Linked DNA regions of Bos taurus: region 2 is linked to region 1. A link is a contact called in public Hi-C data. All regions are on one chromosome and are shown on one strand. Each heading gives the region's core, a stretch centred on a gene start, on an enhancer-like site or on the middle of the called end of the contact. The rest is flanking DNA. Distances are from core to core; before and after follow the strand shown.

Region 1 (3,091 bases), core at 132-2,631:
AGTTCCAGGACCCCCACGTCTTCATGTCCTGGGGCTTCTGCAACAGACCAGCACAGACTGGGTGGCTTAAAACAGAAGTTCATCCTCAGTGTTCTGGAGGCCTCGAGGGAGGCTCTGTTCCCTGCCCGCTTTCTAGTGGCTGCGGGCTGACCTTGGCATGTAGGTTCAGCCCTGTGGTCTCTGCTCTGCCTTCCTCTGTGCTCCTGTGTCTTTCTTCTTCTAAGAACACTTGTCACTGACCTTAGGGCCCCCCTAAATCCAGGATGATCCCCTCTTGAGGTAGATCTATTTATTTATTGCTGCATCAGGTCTAGTTGTGGCGCTCAGGGGGCCCCTGGCATGTGGGACCTCAGTTCCCCAAACAGGGATCAAACCTGCATCCCTGCATCAGAAGGTGGATTCTTAACCACTGGACCACTGGGGAAGTCCCTGAAATCCTTGCTTTAATTACACCTTCACAGACTCTTTTTCCAAATAGGGTCCCGTTCACTGATGCCCAGGGTTGGGAGCTGGACGTCTGGGGGACACCATCCAACCCACCGCAGGTGGCCACAACCCTAGGCGGGGTGGACCTGGGCGTGTCCTTCCCCCTCTCTCTGTTCTGTCCTTCTCTCTCTAGAGCAGATTAAAATGGACCACTTTGCTCCTTGTTCACTTGGCTGAAAGGCCTAGCATAGAGAAAGAAGCAGAAAATTCAGCAGTTGCTTTCAACTCCCGCTGCTACCACCCCATCCCACACCCAGCTCATGACCTTGGGCACGTCCCTGTGACGTTGGGCATGTCCCATCATCCCTTGGGTCCCGTTTTTGCCGTCCATAAAGTGAGCACCTTGTGCCAAGAGTTTAGTGAAATCAGAGAATGTCTCAAAGACCATCGGAGCTTTCAGGACAGCAGATACTTTAATTTTTCATATACTTTCATTGTATTAGCAGTAAATGATATAATGAAAACTGATCTAATAGAGCACTCCCAGGCTCATTTTACCTGGATTATTGTTAAATTCCCTCACCTCCCTGTCCCGCCTAGATGTCTCAATTAGGCTGCATCCTGGGCTCATCCCGTTTTGGCCCCTCCTCTTCCATTTCTCTTCTTCCTGAAATCTTGCTGTTTAGAAACCTTTTTGTAAAGTGTGTTGGAGGATTTGGGATAAGGGGCCAGTGGGGGGACTTCCCTGGCAGGCCAGTAGTTAAGACTCCACACTTCCACTGCAGGGGGCACAGATTTGATCTCTGGTCAAGAACCAAGATACCACACGCCACGTGGCGCAGCCCGAGTACATTTGAAAAAAGGAAAACGAAAAAGAAAAGGCCATTGGGGAGGGGCAGGGAAGGGCAGCTCCGCTTCTGATAGCCTCTGCTGCCCTCTGGTGGCCAACTTGGGCCCTGCCGGCATCCGGTAAAGGAAATTGTTGGGAAATTAGGGAGGTTGGTTTTCTGTGTCCGCGCTCCCCTGCTCTGGCCTGGATCCTGCCTGCGCTTTGAATGATCTGTGCCTTGCTGTGGTGCTGCCAGCCCACGTTGAGGGTGGTGATGAGAAACAGCCCCACGGAACCTTTAAAGATGGTGGCGGGGGGTAGCTCTGACTTCCCAGCAGCCTTCGTGAGGTCCCAGAAGGAGTTTCTGCCATTAGAGTAGTTGAACTTCCCCAAGACATTGGTGACTTTTTTTTTTTTTTTTTAATCTCTGGGACCTTGTGAATTGAGAGCTGACCGGAGAGCAGGCTGCTCTGTGCCTCTCCTCATCCCCACCCTCTCCAGGCCCAGTTCCCTCTTCCTCCTCCTGGGTTGCGCACCACCGTCCTGAGGTACTTTACTCATCCTTGGAAGCTGCCCGAGTGTTTTCAGAGGAGGGTGGATGTGATAAAGCACACAGTTAACTCATTTCATCCTCTTCCACCCCTGAGAGGTGGGAGGCATTATTATGCCCATTTTACAGATGAGGAAATGGAGGCTCAGAGAGGCCAGAATAACTTGCCCAACCTGGGATGCAGTGGTCAGTCATTTCAGGTTCAGAGCCCCATCCTTCCCTGAACTCTCAGTGTTTCTCCACGTTAGATGGAAAGGCTGCGTGAGAGCCAGCCAGCAGAGGATTCTACTGTGGGCGCAGCCCTGCAGGATAGGGGATGGGAGAGGAAGGAGGACAGAGCCCAGGCACAAAGCAAGGAAAGGCCAATCAGAGCACTGGAGGCTCGGCATGGGGGTAGGGGGTGTGCGTGCACGCTCAGTGACCTCAGTTGTGTCCGACCCTGTGTGACCCTATGGGCTGCAGCCTGCCGGGCTCCTCTGTCCATGGGATTCTCCAGGCAAGAATACTGGAGTGGGCTGCCATGCTCTTGATTCCAAGGATCAAACCCACATCTCTTATGTCTCCTGCATTGGCAGGCGGGTTCTTTACCACTAGTGCCACCTGGGAAGCCTGAGTTGGAGGGTGGGGCACTCGGCCTTTTACCACCCTGGCCCCCCTGCCGGCTGGCAGTCAGTCAGTTCAGTTGCCCAGTTGTGTCCGACTCCTTGAGACCCCATGGACTGCAGCACGCCAGGCTTCCCTGACCATCACCAACTCCCAGAGTTTACTCAAACTCATGTCCATTGAGTCGGTGATGCCATCCAACCATTTCATCCTCTGTCGTCCCCTTCTCCTCCTGCCTTCAATCTTTCCTAGCATTAGGGTCTTTTCCAATGAGTCAGTTCATCGCTTTGGGTGGCTAACGTACGGGAGTTTCAGCTTCAGCGTCGGTCCTTCCAATGAATATTCAGGACTGATTTCCTTTAGGATGGCTCTCCTTGCAGTCCAAGAGACTCTCAAGAGTCTTCTCTAACACCACGGTTCAAAAGCATCAATTCTTCAGCGCTCAGCTTTCTTTATAGTCCAACTCTCACATCCATACATGACTACTGAAAAAACCATAGCTTTGACTCGACAGACCTTTGTTGGTAAAGTAATGTCTCTGCTTTTTAATATGCTCTCTAGGTTGGTCATAGCTTTTCTTCCAAGGAACAAGCATCTTTTAATTTCGTGGCTGCAATCACCACCTGCAGCAGTTTTGGAGTCCAGAAAAATAAAGTCTCTCACAGTTTCCATTGTTTCCCCAT
Region 2 (2,955 bases), core at 311-2,810, 120 kb before region 1:
TCCAGGGTCCCTAGAACAAGGCTCAGCACTCGAGGCTGTGTTGGTTCTAATGGGAGGATTCAAGACCACTAGCTATCAATGCCACGATATGCAAGCTCTGTTGTTAAGCACATGATAGCGTGCCTTTGTTTTTTTTGGCCATGCCTCTCGGCATGCAGGATCTTAGTCCCCCAACCAGGGATTGAACTGGTGTCCCACTCGAACCCGTGTGCTCTGCAGTGGAAGCGTGGAGCCTTAACCAATGCACCACCAGGGAAGTCCCACATGTGTCTTATTTTTACTTATTTAGCAAATCTAGAGTAGTGGTTTTGTGCCAGGCCCTGTTTTAAGCCTGTAATAAATATTAATGATTTTTGTGCTGTAACAGCTCTTGAAAGGTAGGTAGTGTTGTCCCACTTTTAGATGGGGAAACAGAGGCATAGAAGGGTCAGGGACTTCCTCCTGTCTCCTTTACCCACAGCCTCACCCCGTTCATACACACGCACTCCCACGCTCTCCCCTTGTTGCTCTTTCTTCTCGGATGTGAAGCAGTGTCCCACCAGCCAGGGCCCCTGTCAGGGAGACCCTTTGGCCCCATCTTGCTTCAGGCACTGAGGGACCTCCTTGTAGCCTGGTCCCTCCAGTGTGGCCCCGCTCCCAGGAAGTGGATTTCTCCAGTGTCCCAGCCCAGCCTGGACCCTCCTTCCCAGCTGGAGGGGAGGGCCGAATGAGCCCCTCCTCCCTGGAGGTCACTGGTCAAGTTCAAACCCACCCTCACAAGCCCCTCCTGCCATCGTGGAGCCGGCCGCCTGGCCAGCGGGCTTGCTCAGGGATCCAGGCAGCTGTCCGGGGAGGAAAAGGCGCTTGAGGTGTTAATTTCCCCTCTCTGGGCAAACTTCAGGAGAAGCAGCTGGAGGGGCCTGGCCTGCCTCCTGCTGCGACCTCCCTGTGCCTTCAGATGAGCCCGGATGGATCATCACTTGAGTATTTCCCACAGGGAGCAGAGCGCAGTGCAAGGCCTGCCGCCTGTTTGCCACACTTTCTTCAACGAGTCCTGGGACTCAGGCCAGTGCTGGGTGCCTGCGGCATCATCTTGCTGAGACAGGGTGCAGCAGGCACAGGTACCATGTTACAAGGAAACAGGCTCAGAGAGGTTGAGTAAGTTGTGCGGACTCCTCCAGCAGTTTAGCCGAGCCAAGAGTTCCTTTTAGGTCCGTGTGATACCCAAAGCCCAGTTCTTCCTAGGACATCAGGCCCAGGAAAGGATCAAGATGTTTCCCAGGAGCTGGGTTACCCGGATGCTCTAAGCTGCTGGGCCCTTGGTAGTTGCTCAATAAAAGTGCTGAACGAATGGGTCTGTGCTTGCCCGTTGACCCACATGACGGAGAGCTGATGGCTTTGGCCCAAACGCCTGTCTCTGTCCTCTGGTTCCATGTCCCCCTTTGGGTGTGTGACCTTGAAAACAGTCACTCTCTCCTTTCCGCCTTGGACAGCATCTCTGAGTGGCGTCAGGGAAGCAGCTGGGGATTACCAGCACCCTGTTGCCGGCAGGCTCTGGGCCAGATTCCCGGGCCTGGGTGTGGGGGTGATTGTCAGCCACACGTGTGCGAAGAGCTTGTGCAAACGCACACCCCCCGCCTTCCCCCCAGCCCCGTAGATGGCTGCCAGGATTCCGCTCTGCGGCGCTGGCCACTGAGCGGTCTTGTCTTGTGTCCCGGCTGCTGTGCCCGTTCGTGTGTGTCGCACAGCTGTTTGTAGAGAGCCTGACAGTGGCTCCGGGGTCACGTGCCCATCCCATGCTCCTGCCTGGTGGGTGGAGACCTACATCCCACCCATGGTGGCCGCAGCATTGAAAAGACTTCACAGCAAGGGACGTGATGGGATCTGTGCAAAATCCATGGAGGCTTTAGAAGCACGTGTTGAGGTTTGGAGTTTCCATGCTCAGGAGAAAACCAGCATCTGAATCTTTGAATAATGCACGGTGTGGTCCTCGCTGCTTGCTGGGAGGGTCTTCCCAGACCCAGAGGTACTGCTGCCAACAAGGACTCCCATCCCCCAGGACTGGGTGCAGGCTGCCCGCCCAGCTTCGTTTGGGGGAAGCTATGCTGCCTCTTGTCACCCTGCTTATTTAACTTCTATGCAGAGTATATCATGCAAAATGCGGGCTGGATGAAGCACAAGCTGGAATTAAGATTGCCTAGAGATGGCACCCCACTCCAGTACTCTTGCCTGGAAAATCCCATGGATGGAGGAGCCCGGTAGGCTGCAGTCCATGGGGTCGCTCAGAGTCGGACAGGACTGAGCGACTTCACTTTCACTTTTTGCTTTCATTCATTGGAGAAGGAAATGGCAACCCACTCCAGTATTCTTGCCTGGAGAAGCCCAGGGACAGGGGAGCCTGGTGGGCTGCTGTCTATGGGGTCGCACAGAGTCGGACACAACTGAAGCGACTTAGCAGCAGCAGAGAAATATTAATAACCTCAGATATGCAGATGACACCACCCCTGTGGCGGAAAGTGAAGAGGAACTGAAGAGCCTCTTGATAAAAGTGAAAGAGGAGAGTGAAAAAATTGGCTTAAAACTCAACATTCAAAAAACCAAGATCATGGCATCCCATCACTTCATGGCAAATAGATGGGGAAACAATGGAAACAGTGAGAAACTTTATTTTTTGGGGCTTCAAAATCACTGCAGGTGGTGACTGCAGCCATGAAATGAAAAGACGCTTGCTCCTTGGAAGAAAAGCTATGACCAACCTGGACAGCATGTTAAAAAGCAGAGACATTACTTTGCCAACAAAGGTCTAGTCAAAGCTGTGGTTTTTCCATTAGTCATGTATGGATGTGAGAGTTGGACTATGAAGAAATCTGAGCCCCGAAGAATTGATGATTTTGAATTGTGGTGTTGGAGAAGACTCTTGAGAGTCCCTTGGACTGCAAGAAGATCAAACCAGTCAGTCCTCAATGAAATCAGTCC

Evidence for each region. A called contact is a pair of places that touch in the nucleus more often than the background predicts.
Region 2: a contact with region 1 is called in a Hi-C map of skeletal muscle, with 4 times the contacts expected there. The contact joins two enhancer-like sites. A contact is called at or near these places in 2 of 11 Hi-C or Micro-C datasets (skeletal muscle and an unstated tissue).

The regions. Positions count from the first base shown.
Region 1 is chr19:54,500,866-54,503,956 of ARS-UCD2.0, reverse strand. All of the region lies in intron 9 of SEPTIN9 (septin 9), which reads left to right. Among named protein-coding and RNA genes, the nearest start is that of TRNAE-CUC, 170 kb to the right of the region's middle. Within about 2 kb of position 1,381, at least 13 of the 102 cell types and tissues checked have an H3K27ac peak or open chromatin away from gene starts, as enhancers often do. A contact at or near this core is called in skeletal muscle, where this site is marked.
Region 2 is chr19:54,620,331-54,623,285 of ARS-UCD2.0, reverse strand. The region is part of intron 1 of SEPTIN9 (septin 9); the gene reads left to right. Among named protein-coding and RNA genes, the nearest start is that of SEPTIN9, 55 kb to the left of the region's middle. Within about 2 kb of position 1,560, at least 3 of the 102 cell types and tissues checked have an H3K27ac peak or open chromatin away from gene starts, as enhancers often do. A contact at or near this core is called in skeletal muscle, where this site is marked.